Regions from separate parts of the Sus scrofa genome. Here region 2 is linked to region 1. The links are chromatin contacts, called in public HiChIP or PLAC-seq maps. All regions are on one chromosome and are shown on one strand. The core of a region is the stretch at or near the end of the contact, and the rest is flanking DNA. Distances in the headings are between cores, read along the strand shown. Region 1 holds the start of SNX9 (sorting nexin-9). Region 2 overlaps LOC106506439 (a long non-coding RNA gene).

What was found. HiChIP or PLAC-seq counts read pairs in DNA pulled down with a chosen protein or histone mark.
Region 2: a contact with region 1 is called in an H3K27ac HiChIP or PLAC-seq map of alveolar macrophages. The contact joins the enhancer-like site here to the promoter of SNX9 in region 1. A contact is called at or near these places in 1 of 5 promoter capture datasets (liver), 15 of 47 Hi-C or Micro-C datasets (alveolar macrophages, blood, brain and 8 more) and 2 of 2 datasets of contacts at active chromatin or transcription factors (alveolar macrophages and skeletal muscle).

The regions. Positions count from the first base shown.
Region 1 is chr1:9,234,513-9,241,441 of Sscrofa11.1, forward strand. It overlaps SNX9 (sorting nexin-9), which reads right to left and starts at 4,511. Exons shown (of 18, transcript XM_003353171.4): 1 at 4,228-4,511. The coding sequence starts at 4,239.
Region 2 is chr1:9,304,433-9,311,361 of Sscrofa11.1, forward strand. All of the region lies in intron 3 of LOC106506439 (a long non-coding RNA gene), which reads right to left. Among named protein-coding and RNA genes, the nearest start is that of SNX9, 69 kb to the left of the region's middle. Within about 2 kb of position 3,984, at least 26 of the 83 cell types and tissues checked have an H3K27ac peak or open chromatin away from gene starts, as enhancers often do. A contact at or near this core is called in alveolar macrophages, liver, retroperitoneal adipose tissue and 2 more, where this site is marked.

The DNA.
Region 1 (6,929 bases), core at 3,261-5,760:
TGTAGCTCCGATTGGACCCCTAGCCTGGGAACCTCCATATACCACAGGTGTGGCCCTAAAAAAGCAAAAAAAAAAAAAAAGAAATCATTAACAAAAAGATAAATAGTAAACCCTCTGCCTTCAGAAATACATTTCTAACAATTTGTGGGTTAAAGACAACTCTTTAAAGTCTCAGATGTATGATGTTTGTTCCAATTACCTAAAAACATAACAACAAATATCTCATGTAATCATTAGTAAAACTGAATTATCATATTTAAATAACATTGTTCAGGAGTTCCCGTCGTGGCTCAGTGGTTAACGAATCCGACTAGGAACCATGAGGTTGCAAGTTCAATCTCTGGCCTTGCTCAGTGGGTTAAGGATCCAGCGTTGCTGTGGCTGTGGCGTAGGTCTGCGGCTACAGCTCCGATTCGACCCCTAGCCTGGGAACCTCCACGGGCCCTGGGTGTGGCCCCAGAAAAAGACACAAAGATCAAAATAATGATAATAATAATAACAACAATAAATAAATAACACTGTTCATACCTAAGCTGTAGATGTGTATTTTCCATTGTGCAGGTATACCTTATAAATTTCTACTAGAAGGCACAATTAAAAGAAAAAAGCTTCCAGGTGGAGATAAATGCTTTTAACAGCCACTTATCTCACTGGAGAATCTTTTTGCTCTTTCAAACTGGAGAGGGAGGCATCAAGGCAAGAATATCCAACATTCATTCATGGAACAACAGTTTGTCAGACTCACAGAAGACAGAAAGATGAGCAAACGCACAGTCCCCGTCTCCTGGGGCTGAAGGCATCCTCAGTGAGACAGCCACTGGCCAGAGACACACGCATAAAACGGCGGCAGTTTGGACATGTGACATGACCCTGGAACGGGGGTTCCGGAGATCAGAAAGCTTTTTGTAGAAAGTAATGCGCTGAGCTGAGCCATCATGTATAAAAGAGAGTACCTAGATGAAAAGGCCGGAGAACAGCATTCCAGAAGAGAGGAAAAGCATGTGCAAAGTTACAAAGTTTCTGGTGGGCAAAGTAAAACTATAATGAAATTTTCAGATGGCTGCTGTAAAAGCAGGACAGTAGAAAACCTGGCAAAATTGTGATGCTTTCTCAGTTATTCCTCCTTTGATAAGAAATTGGTTGGCCTTTCTACTGTCGTAGAATTTTTCTGAGACTCTACAAACACTGTCTAGATAGTCTCTGTATGAAGACACTTTTAACAACATTCCTCACTCGCTTAACTCAACCAGACAAGCACTATAACATTAATATGTAACTCTAGATATCGGGGCTGGAAAGAAACGTTTAAAAAAAAGTATCCGAGCCTCCTGGAATCTGGTTCTAACGATTACTCGTAAAAGTGACTACATAAGCACAAAAGGATTCAAACTAGTTATCAAAGGTTAACTGTGACATGGAAATTACAGCTAAATTATAGGGCTATGGATTAACTTCCGTTAACTATTTCCTTCATGTCCCTTTTGCCCAGGTTAACAAAAAAATGTCTTCCCAAGACTTAATACAGCTTAACTTATTTCTAAATTCACTGTAAGACTGTGTCAAAATATAACCTGGCGTTAATAGAAATCAGGACTCTACACGCTCATATTAGCCTTTTGCTGTTATTTATAAAATGAAACAAGACTGGGAGTGAAAATGAATTCAGTATACAGTGATTAGAAACAATGAACACACAACTTCTTTAAAATGTGCAGCTACTGATTAATTTTCTCTGGCAGTGAAGAACTGCTCAATTCAAGTATTTCTTCCAAAAGATCATTTCTTTCTATTGTGAATATACCAGTGTAGTTTTTTAAAAAGAATGATAGTTCAAAGATAACTGCATCTTCAAGAGATCATGTAAGAACAATTCCTGAGAAAAGGGGATCTGAGGAAAACAGAAGCCATTCTCTAGTAAATTCAAACCCAACACTTTGAGTAAAGGGAAACCCAATACTACCTAAAATGTCCAGAAACTGTATTTATTCCTCATCACTTAATGCTGTGGCAGGAGCCTGAGTGCCACATGAATCTTCAATTTTTAAACAGATGTTATTACTTACTAAAAGTACGTTCTCTCTGACAAGTACCCACCCAATTAAAGAAAGGGAGGATAAAACCCCCAGCTACTCAGACGTTGGTAAGGGCAGGGATCCAGGAACGACAAGGTCAAACTTACTCCCTGGGAACAATTTAAAAAGGAGACTTTGGTTGGATCCAAGGGTCACCAGAAAGTAGGAAAAAACCAGAGAACTGAGGAAGAGCCCTATATAATAAGTGCTTCTCTGCTCTTCCATTTATTAAAAAACAAAACTGGAAGTGGTTTGTCACAACGTAAACATGGCAAGGAGGACCATGTGGAATAGTGATTACAATGGGGAAAGAACCCATAGCTCAGAATTACTGGAATTTGCCTTCAGAGGCGTGCAGATAATAAAGGAGGAAGTGGTTACACATGCTTCAAGGCTCATGCCGAGTGAGGATATATGCAACTCAAGTTGAGTACAAGTCACTCTAATTTTATGGAAAAACTAAGTTCAGGTGTAAAGTATCAAATAAAACTTTCATTCCATATACCAATACCAGCTGCTGAGTTCCACTTGTCTCTATAACTAGCCCCAGTAGATCAGGACGCAAAATAGCACAACACTGACCACCACTGAAAAGATACCGACAACAACAAACAGCTTTTAAAGTTGCGAGTTGAGTGTCTATAGGACCTGTAATTGGTCATTTCTGGGCTGTTTGGGAACAAACCTCAAAATCAAGTTCCCTTAGAAATCCTTGGCTTACCTCTTGTTTTTAAAAAGACCAAAGACAAAATGATACATGTTAAAAGGGCAGCAAAGTTCTATGGCATCTAATAACACCAAAGCAAAGCAATGCCAATAATCCATAAACCAGAAGGTAATTATTGCAGTAACAGCAACAGGTTCACTGGAGAAGAGTCTCCATTAAAAATAATAATAATAGTAATAAACACTGCACCTAGACAGACACAGAGCACAACATTTAACAGACTATCAATCTGATCCTTCAAAGGGATGTGACATTTATTATTAGTTTTCTAAGTTTTCTCTCTCTACCCAAAACAAAAACCCAACAACAAACTTCTAAGATTTCCACCAACCCAGGAGTAGCTTCCAGGTTTCAAACATAAATATGGAAGGGGGTGCTGATGTTTTAAAAGGGAACATTACAAAAACTATTTGCAAAAAGCAATCAGATAAAAAAGTCAACTCAAACCACATCACTGGCTCCAGACGGAGGGGACTCCCTACCTCTAGTCCTCATTCCGTGATCGTGGCTTTTTTTTTTTTTTTTTTTTAATTACGAGCCTGCATCAAACTCTAAAGAAAACGCCCCAGCCCAGGGAGCGGGGGAGGGTGGCTCCTGCAGACTCAGGTGACAAAAGGTGACCGCTAATCCCACCGACAATACCGTGAAATAAGCAGACCAGTCCTCCTGGCCAATTACCAAGCGCGAGTCAAAGTTCCACCACGTAATTCGGGCCTGGACCTTTATTCAAGCAAATACGTAACTGAAAGCAGAGTCATTTCCCTCTTTGTATTTTATTCATGCTGGAAATAACATTCAAACTGAAAAGGTAGCAAGACAAAAGGAAAACAAAAAACAAGAAAACCGAAGGCAGTGGAAGCGCGGGGCGTTCAAGTGGCGTTTTCCGTCCTCGGGAGCCTCCGGTCACCGGCCCGAACTCAAAATCCCCAGCGCGCTCGGGCCGGGGTCTCCGGGGGAATCGGCCCCCCGCCAGCGGCCCGCGACGCTGGGGTTCCCGCTCCGGCGGGCGGCGGGCGGCGGGGGCGACGCTCTCCGGCGGCGGCCGGACGCGCGGGGCGGCGGGGAGTGGACGCCGCTCTGGACGGAGTCGGGCCCCCGGGGGTCGGGCGGCGCTGGCGAGCCGGCGCGGGGGCTGCGGGAACTTCGCCTCCCTCCCGCCCGCCGCGGCCCCCGCTCAGGAGCAAACTTTGCAGACAGCGCGGCTCGCGTCCGGGGGACCCTCCCGCGCGTCCAGCCGACCCGGAGCGCCCCAGCCCCGGCCGCCCGTCCGTCCCGCGCCACTCAGGCCCCTCAGGGACTGTTGGCTGGGCCCCGGCGCGCCCCCTCGGCCTCCCCGGCGGCCGCCGCCGCCCGCGCCCCCCGCGCCGACCCTGCCCGCGCCGCGGCGGGGCCGAGCGGCCGGCCGGGCCTGTGCCGCGCGCCCCTCACCTTGGTGGCCATGGCGGGCGGCTCCCCCGACCCGGGACGGCCGGCTCCTCTCCCGCGTCGCGGCTGGCGGCCCGAGGCGGCCCGGCGAGAGCGAAGGCGACGGCGGCTACGGCTGGGCCCCGGCGCGGCGGCGGCGGCGGCGGCGGCTCCGCCTCGGCCCCGAGTCTCGGCGCAGGGCGACTCCTGCCGCCGCCCGTTCCTCCAGTTCCTGAAACTCCCCGGCTGCGCGGCCCCCGCCCCCGCCGGCCGAGCCTCCCATTTACCGCGGCGTGCGCGGCGCGGCCGGCGGAAGCGCGCCCGGTGCCCTCGGCCGGCCCGGCCTCCTCGCCCGCTTTCCGCCCCCGCCCGGAGCCTCCGCCCCGGGCCCCGCCGCCGCCGCCGCAGGGCGCCCTTTGTTCCAGTGCTCGGGGCCGCGTCCCGAGTGGCGGCCGGGGCCCGGGGTCACCGCCCGTGGGGACCGAAGAGGGGAGTGGGGACACGCTCGGGGGCAGCGCCTGCCGGGGGAGCCGAGTCCCAACCGCCCCCCCCGCCCCCCGGCGGCCACCGCGGCTGAACTTTCTGGGCGAGATGCACCGGGTGCGGCCGGTGCTCTGCGTCCCCCGGCGGGGCACGAGTCCCCCGCGGGCTCTTTGTCCCCCGTCGGGACTGCGGCGGGCCCGTCGTGCTCCGGGCAGAGTGCAGTGAGTGTGCAGTAAACAGCCAGCACGGCGCCGAGCAATGGCTTCCCGGCCCTTCAAGGAGGATCTGCCTCCAGCCTGGAGTTTACCGCGGGCTGTAATCTCGGCTGGAGCTTCTGGGCCCCGACGCTTGAGAATTTCGTTCCGAGGCATCCCCTTAACCTCCTTCTGGCCTCTTGATAAATGTAGAAGCTTCTCAGGGCCTCAGAGGTTTGGGGGAGACCCCACAGGTTTCCTGAAAGGGAAAAAATGGGAGTCTAAGAATTTCCATTTTCCTGTCAAAAGCTTTTTCTTCAGGGTTGGATGCAGGGCTGCATTAACGAATGAATGACTTAGGCAGCAGGATTTTCCCTCTAGTGTAAAAGAGAGGACTGGAAAACATACCTTGATGGAGAGAGTAGCGTTGTCCTTCTTGATTTTTATCAGGAATATATATATCCTGGTCCTTCAGAGAACCAGGAATGCCTAAGAAATCCTCATCTGCGGGGTTGAAGCTCAATTTAGGCTGGGAAAGTGATATTTAGAGTCAGAGTCAAATTGTGTCCTCTCAAAAATATTCTGTTTGACTTCCAGAGATTTCACTGGTTACATTCAACGGAAGGGTTTAAAACGGATATGGTACTACAGCTTTCTGTGAATTTTTGTGTTTGCTGAGCTCATGGCTATAGCCATACTCATAATATTCATAAATAGTTGACTTTCTAGGTGAAAGTAAAGTTACAAACCAGCATTCACTGACAGCCTGCTTGCTATGCGGTAGACTTTTATATGCCTTAATCTCACTTAATCCTTATAAGAAAACTTGGAGAAAGTGGTTATTGGCCGCTATTTGCAGACACGAAGAAATCAAGTCTCACTTAAATAACTTGGTTGATTTGGTAATGCCTACCAAAATTAGAAATGACCATAGCCTTGGACCTAGCAGCTCTACTTCTAGGAATTTATCCTATCAGACTTGTTCCAGTGAGCAAAAATGTTCAGTAAAGCATTGTTCTGTAATAACCCCCAGAGAAGATAATAACCTCTATATTTGTTAATATGTCTGCTGCAATAAATAGAGTATATCCATACAAATGAAATACTAGGAATAGGAAGCCCATAAGAAATGCTAGTATTTTAAAAGCTGTTAATAAAGGTAAAAAGAACTTTATGTATAGTACAATTCATTTGTGTAAAAAATATGAATCTATATTTTATATGCCTAGGAAATTACTGAAAAGATTCGCCAGAGGCTATTGTCAGGATTTTTAAATATGTATGTGTATTACTTTATTTCATTTTTAAAATTTATTATGTTTTAAAATGTTTTGGCTGCACCTGTGGCGTATAGAAGTTCCTGGGCCAAGGATTCAGTCCGAGCCACAGTGTCTACTTATGCCACAGCTGTTGCAACACTGGATCCTTAAACCCACTGTGCTGGGCTGGGATCAAACCCAAGCATCCAAAGTAACCCAAGCTGCTGCAGTCAGGTTCATAACCCACTGTGCCATGGCAGGAACTCCTGTATTACTTTATTTTAAAAACAAGTTGACATTTATTTTAAAAACAAGCAACTAAATAAATATCCTAAGAGCACACACTAGCAGTGCAGAAGCCAGGATATGAACTTGGGTAATACTGTGAGTAATGAGTTTTACCTATTCTTTTAAATTTGAAAGCTGGGTATAGCTCCTTGCAACAGTCCAGCAATGCATGTTTCGAGAGGAAGGTACAAGGTCAGGGTTACTCCTATGACACGCCTTTCTGCGGGCTTATTTGGCAAGTTCTAGGCAACCAATCATCCTAGGTACCCAGCACCAAGAAAGCAAGAAGACCAGAGTCCAAGCTTTTCCCATTCGAATAGCTTCTGTAACCCTGGTTTCATTTTTAGAAGTAACCTACTTGACTCCAAACTCAGGATGACCAATGCAAATTAATGTAAATATTTCAATAAAAGTGAAATCACTGCCTATGCTATTGAGGTGGTAAAAGCACCATGGGCACTGTTTTTTGGAGCCGGGAAGAGTAGTCACTGACATACTCCTT
Region 2 (6,929 bases), core at 2,734-5,233, 69 kb after region 1:
ATTTCTGGAGTTCCCGTCGTGGCTCATTGGTTAACGAATCTGACTAGGAACCGTGAGGTTGCGGGTTCGATCCCTGGCCTTGCTCATGGGTTAAGGATCCGGTGTTGCTGTGAGCTGTGGCGTAGGCCAGGCAGCAACAGCTCAGATTAGACCCCTAGCCTGGGAACCTCCATATGCCTCTGGTGTGGCCCTAGAAAAGACAAAAAGAAAAAGAAAAAAAATTCTTACACATTTTATTATGCTATGTCTTAAAATTGTACTGAATATTACACCTGGAGATGGGGCTGACATACTTAAGATGCTCCAAGAGCCTCTTGCGTTGAGGCTTATCTGTAGTGAGGTGGGAGAGTCAGGGCTGTGCGTGCACAGAGGCCTCAGGCTGGAAGATGGGAGATGGGTGGTCTGGTCCTCGCTGTGCCAGCCAACTGCTCAGGGTCAGCCAGGAGTAACCCTGACCATGGGCACAGGACAGCTGCTGTTTTCAATCCTGAGCATTTACCAGACTGCAGGCATTAGATTCACTGTTTTATATATAAGACATCATTAAATTTTCATGATCTCTCCTCCTATTCACTCTTGAAAAGACTTATTTATGATTAAAGTTGGTAATTTCAAGAAGCACTTTGGAATGGCAGGGTAATGGCCTCTGAAAATCCAGTCTCTATAAAGGCGACAAGAACACTGTCAAAAATAGTCAAAACCACTTTTCCAGAACTCTAGACATTAACCAAAGGCTTGCAACAATGTCAGGGGTGTTTATTCAAGAAAAAAGGCTGAATCTTGGTAAGAACAGCAAGATCCGTGGAGTTTTAACCAGCCCTATTCCCAACCTCCGACCCCCTCCAGCTCCTCAGTAGGTTTGAAAAGTCAACAGACTCATAATTACAGTGGCCCTGGAAAATCAGAACATCCATACAAGGGCCTCGCACTCTGCTGTGAAGAGGAAGGAAGGAGTGATACATGCAACCACGTGGGCGAACCTTGAAAACATTCTGCCACGGGAAAGAAGCCACATTAAAAGGGCCGCATATTGTGTGATTCCATTTATGTGAAATTTTCAGAATCGGTAAATCTATAGACAGAAAAGAGATTCCCGGTTGCCAGGGGCTAAGAGTCAGGAGTAATGGGAGTGGCTGCCAATGGGTAGGGGGTTACTTTTGGGGATGATGAAAATGTTCTGAAGTTAGATGGTGGTGGTGGTCGCAAACTCTGAATACACTGTGAGTAACGACCCCTGAAATCATAAAGGATGTGATTTGTGGCATTGTCAAGTATACCTTCATAAAGCTGCTATAAAAGGAATACAATAAGCAGCGTATGTCATCAAAGAGTACAAAAGCACAGAGCATCAAAATTAAATTTCCTTCCATTCCTGCCCTCCAGCCCCCAAGGACCTCTCACCCGTGTTTTAACGCGAGTTGTTTCAGAGATCCTTAACGCAGAGGCAAGCATGTAAGTACCAGTATTCTCACACTTAGATATGAATGTAATAATACTACGCATCCTCTTCAGGACTTTTCACTTAAACATCAACATTCCACAATCATTCAACATTAGTACATGTGACTCTTCATTTTAAAAATGTGCTGTAAAGTATGTTTTTGTATGTGTGTGCCATAATTTATCTAGTCCTTTAATGGTGCATATATTTAGTTGTTCCCAATCATTTATTGTTAAAATAGACAGAAACTAGAAAACAATCTTATGATTGATGAAGCGGGAGAGGAGGGAGGGATAAATTAGGAGAATGGAAAAGAAGATGTGGTACATATATACAATGGAATATTACTCAGCCATAAAAAAGACTAGAGTGATGCCATTTGCAGCAGCATGGATGGATCTAGAGATTGTCATACTGAGTGAAGTTAAGTCAGACAGAAACACAATTTTCTATGATATCACTTATTTTGGAATCTAAAAAATAGTACAAATGAACTTATTTACAAAACAGAAGCAGACTCTCAGACATAGAAAACAAACTTACGTTACCAAATTGGGAGTATGGGATTAACAGATGCACACTATCATATATAAAATAAACAACAGGGATTTACTGCATAGGACAGGGAGCTATTCAATACCTTGTAACAAACTAGAATGGAAAAAAAAAGATAAATATGTATGTATATAACAGATATATAACCAAATTACTTTGTTGTATGCTTGAAACTGACACAATATTATAAATCAATTATACTTACAGAAGAAAAAGAAAAAAAGATATTTAATGAATCGGTAGGTATTGGCCAAAACCACGTGATCAGCAAGCTCTAAGTTCATCTGTTATTGTTTTCACTGAGTCTTGACTTCTCCCTATTTTCAAGCCTATTTTTTTTTCTTTTTAGGTCCGCACCTGTGGCATATGGAAGTTCCTAGCCTAGGGGTCGAATCAGAGCTACAGCTGCCAGCCTACACCACAGCCACACCAGATCCAAACCGAGTCTGTGACCTACACCACAGCTCACGGCCACCCCAGATCCTTAGCATCCTTAACCCACTGCGCGAGGCCAGGGATCGAGCCCGCATCCTCATGGATAATATTCGGATTCGTTTCCGCTGGGCCACAATGGGACGCCCCCATCTTTTTTCAAGCCTACTTTGTGCCCACCTTTAGGCTTCTGATGCCATCTCCCATGAGCCTTGCACAACAGCTGTCTAAAGAGGTAAGTGTGCTCAGAAGTTGTTTAGTTTTTCCTCTGTTGCCAGTGGGAAGAATAGGAAGACCTGGCTTTTTGTCCTCTCTCTGCCTCTGAGTAGCTGTGTGATTACAGAAACCACTTGGTGGGGTTTATCTCATCTCCGAGGCAGGATTACATCACAGAGCTTTTGCTGGCTGGGATTTGGTCCCTTAGACACCATTGGCGCCAGAGCCAAAGGCTCCTCCAGACGCCCCCGAAGTGGTGGAGACCTGGGATGGAGAATTAAACCTAACTGATGCAAATAAAGCTTCAAAGTCAAAATTAATAAGAATACAACTAAATGCCTGAAAGTATAACTTTAGATCCGCTCCTTTAGTAGTTAAATTTAGTGTTTTTGAAATTCTTAGCACATTACAAAATTAGGTTTTTTTACTTTGCAAAAATTCCTGAGTATCTAGATGATCTCCAAGAAAGGACGGCTGACCCTAAATTAAATAACGTGAGCACACCAGAAAATTTCAAAGTACTGTTGGGGAGATGGCTGGATCATCAGTGTCAGAAAATGAGACACGTGAGCACGGGGAGGCCTCGACAAGGCTCTTCACTTCTGCAGAAGGGCGAGGGGGCTCCAAAAGCGCGTGCAAAGAAGGAAAGACCCTCCCTGCTCATCCCTAACGCAGGCGATGGACCTGTCCCCTTCCCATGGGTCAGGTCAGGGCGCACATCCTTCTCGGTCGGCTCATTTGAAACATATTGTTCCCGGGAGCAGGGGGAGGGGGGGCGTCCAGGAAGGTGAAACCGGAGCAAAATGGAGTCACCAAGATGTCCTTTGATAGAAAGGACATTATGCTACTTTCCACAGTACTATAATAAAATCCTTTTCAAAGTGGGGTGTGTGTCCGTCTTAGCGTGTTTGTTGTGATGTGAGACGCTCCAAAACGCAGGGTCTGAGGACCTAGGGTGATCTTCAAATGGCCCGAGCTGTGAGGATTAAGGCCTATGAATATGTCATTAGTGAACTGTGAAAAAGACATTAACTCCTTGGAAAAATCTACAGAAGAAATGCCATTGCCCCCAAAAGGCCACCAGCCACCAGGGAACCCCTAAACCAGGAGTACCGAATCTGTCTAATTATTCAAATTGCTGGGGAAGGGAGTCGGGTGGTGCCTGGGAATGGGTATTTTAAGCAGCACCCCAAATGATTCGAACAGATCAGCTTTGGGAGCTCCCCTCCTCTCATTTCGTTTTCGCCTTGGTTTGCCCTTTGGAAAGAGAGCAGCTGATGGCTCTCATCTAGACCACATTTCGTCATGCCTTTGCCTGATGCCAAGACTCCCTCGGCCAGGCAGGATGAGCACCGTCAGAGATGGCTTCGGCTCCAGCCCTTTCCTCCTCAAGCCCTCCCATCCCTACGAACTTCACTTCCCCACCCGCCCTACCCCCCCTCCCCAACCTCCAGCTCGGCTCTGTCCTTAAATTCCCTCTTCAACTCTCAGATGCTGGCTGGACTGACTCTGCTCTTCCCTGCGCTTCTGCTCCAAGTCCCAGCTTCTGCAATATGTTTTCTAATCTAGTTTTGCAATAACAGGCAGTAGCAGGGATTTCAGGGGAGCGCTCTGTGCTTGTGGAGGTCAAGAGACTGGAAACAGGAAATAAGCAGTGTTATATCCGAGACCATCAGCAGAGCCGAAATTGCTGGGGGTGGGGGAAGGGAAGAGGGAAGGGAGAGGTTCACCTTTGCTCTTCCTGGCTCTTTACCTTTCCTGGGGCAGGAAGTCAGCTGGACGGACAGAAATACAGAGCCTGGGGGGTGGGGGTGGGGGACAATGCTTTAGAAATCTAGACCGGGCAGAGCCTCCTTTCCTGCCTGCCAGCTTGCATCTCTCACAAATGTCCTATCTCAATAAAGCTATTTCTTGCCTAAAAAAAAAAAAAAAAAAAATAGAAATCTAGACCGGAGGTTGTCTGCTGAAAATGGGAGGCTTGGTAATTTTAGTAAGAGTTTTATTTGGGCTGCAAAGGTCGAGGTGGCTGCCTTCCTCCCCTGGGGAAGGGCTTCCGCCCCCAGGTCCTTGTGCTTGGTCTCCCTGTGCAAAGAGAGTGCCCTGGAATTATTCAGCATTTACCTACAGGCCCTTGGCACACCTCAAATACTGCAGATCTAATTCTTTTTAATGGTATGCAGCTAATTTAATGGAATTCTAGACAGAAAATTATAATTAAGATGAATGTTCTTATTACACGAGATCTGCTCGGCCTGCTCAGATTTTCCTTCTAACGACACGATAACACCACCAGCTGGAGTGTGCTGGGTGCCAGTGATTCACTTACATCAGCATCCGCTGGGTTGGTGTGGAAAATGCAGATTACTGGGCTCAGATGCAGTCAGAGTGTCTGGGGGGCGAGGACCAGGAATCTGCATGCTTAGCTAGACTCTCAGTCGACTGTTAAGAATCTCAAAGTTTGAGAGTCATTGAATGAGGACCTATTATGTGCTAGAGACATTATTTTTTTTAGGGCCTCACCTGCGGCTTATGGAAGTTCCCGGGCTAGGGGTTGCGAATCGGAGCCACAGCTGCCGGCCCACATCACAGGTACAGCAACGCCAGATCCAAGTGGCATCTATGACCTACACCACAGCTCCCAGTAATGCTGGATCCTTAACTAAGTGAGGCCAGGGATCGAATCTGCATCCTCATGGATACTAGTTGGGTTCATTTCTGTTGAGCCCCAAGGGGAACTCCCATAGAGACATTATCTACTGGAAACAAAACTTCACAACAATCTTATGAGGTAGGTATTATCATCTCCACTTTTTAATTTTTATTTATTTATTTACATATTTTGCTTTTTAGGGCCTCACTCATGGTATATGGAAGTTCCCAGGCTAGGGGTTGAGTCGGAGCTAAAGCCGCCGGCCTACACCACAGCCACAGCAACGCCAGATTCAAGCTGTGTCTGCGACCTACACCACAGCTTGTGGTAATGCCGGATCCTTAACCTGCTGAGCAAGGCCAGGGATTGAACCCACAACCTCATGGATGCTAGTTGGGATCATTAACTGCTGAACCACGAAGGGAACTCCATCTCTACTTTTTAAAACAAATTTTAAGTTTATCATTATTTTTTGCCATGCCCACAGCATGCAGAATTTCCTGGGCCAGGACTTGAACCCATGCCACAGCTGCGACCTGAGCCACAGCGGTGACAACATGGGATTCTTAGTCCATTGAGCCACCAGGGAACTCTGTTATCATCTCTACTTCTAAACTAAAACTTAGAGAAGCTGCATAACATTTCTAATGTTACCTAGCTAGTAAATGGCAAAACCAGGATTCAAATTCAGGTCCACCTAATTCTACAGCCTGGGCCCTTCTTAAATTGCCTCCGTGTTCCGGCAGAGATCCCGCCACGGCCAGGCTATCCAAGCGGCCTCTGACGTTTGTTCTCCCAGACAGCACAGAGTGGGTGTGCGAGAGCCACTCTGAACTTTGTGGGAGGCTGATGGTAGCTGTGACATCTTTCTCCCACAATTGCTGTATTTATTCTTTTAACCATGGGGGGCTCCCACCTCCCGGAGTCCATGCTCCTTACTGGACAGGTGCTTTAGGGGACCCTGGCCCCCATCTTTTAGGAAACGCTGATGATTAGAAGCAAAGCATGGCGCAAATGAATGTTATGAAACAGACAACTCACAGATACAGAGAAAAGACTTGCGGTTGCCAAGGGGGAGGGGGATAGGGGAGGGAGAGATTGGCAGTTTGGGACCAGCAGAGGCAAACTACAAGGTTCTGCTGTAGAGCCCAGGCAACTATAAGCAGTATCTTGTAATAAACCATAATGGAAGAGTAGAGGAAATAAGCAAACACGAACAAAGAAACAGAAACAGTGCGGCAGATGCTGTTGGGTCACCAGCCCCCCCCATCCGCCTCCTCCCAGGACTGGGGGATCATGTGCTTCAGGGAGGAAGTGGGTCCGACCACAGCCCTGGCATGTGATTCCTAATTAGCTAAATTACACTGGGAATTCCACTGCTTGCCAGTGATTCAGCAACGGGCAAGTGACCCAGTTCTTGTCAATGGGCTGTGAGGGAAAGTCAGCCAGGAGTTTCTGAGAGGAATTTCTGACGGTTCCTTTGCCAAGAGCTGTCCAAGCGGCTCCATTGGAAGAAGCTGGGCTAACATGCTGCACAACGCTAGGGGGCGCCAGCAGTGAGATTCTATGTGGATGGAGCCCCTTGGAATTACACAAAGAATACTGCTCAGGCAGAAAGCAAGGCCAAGGGTGCCC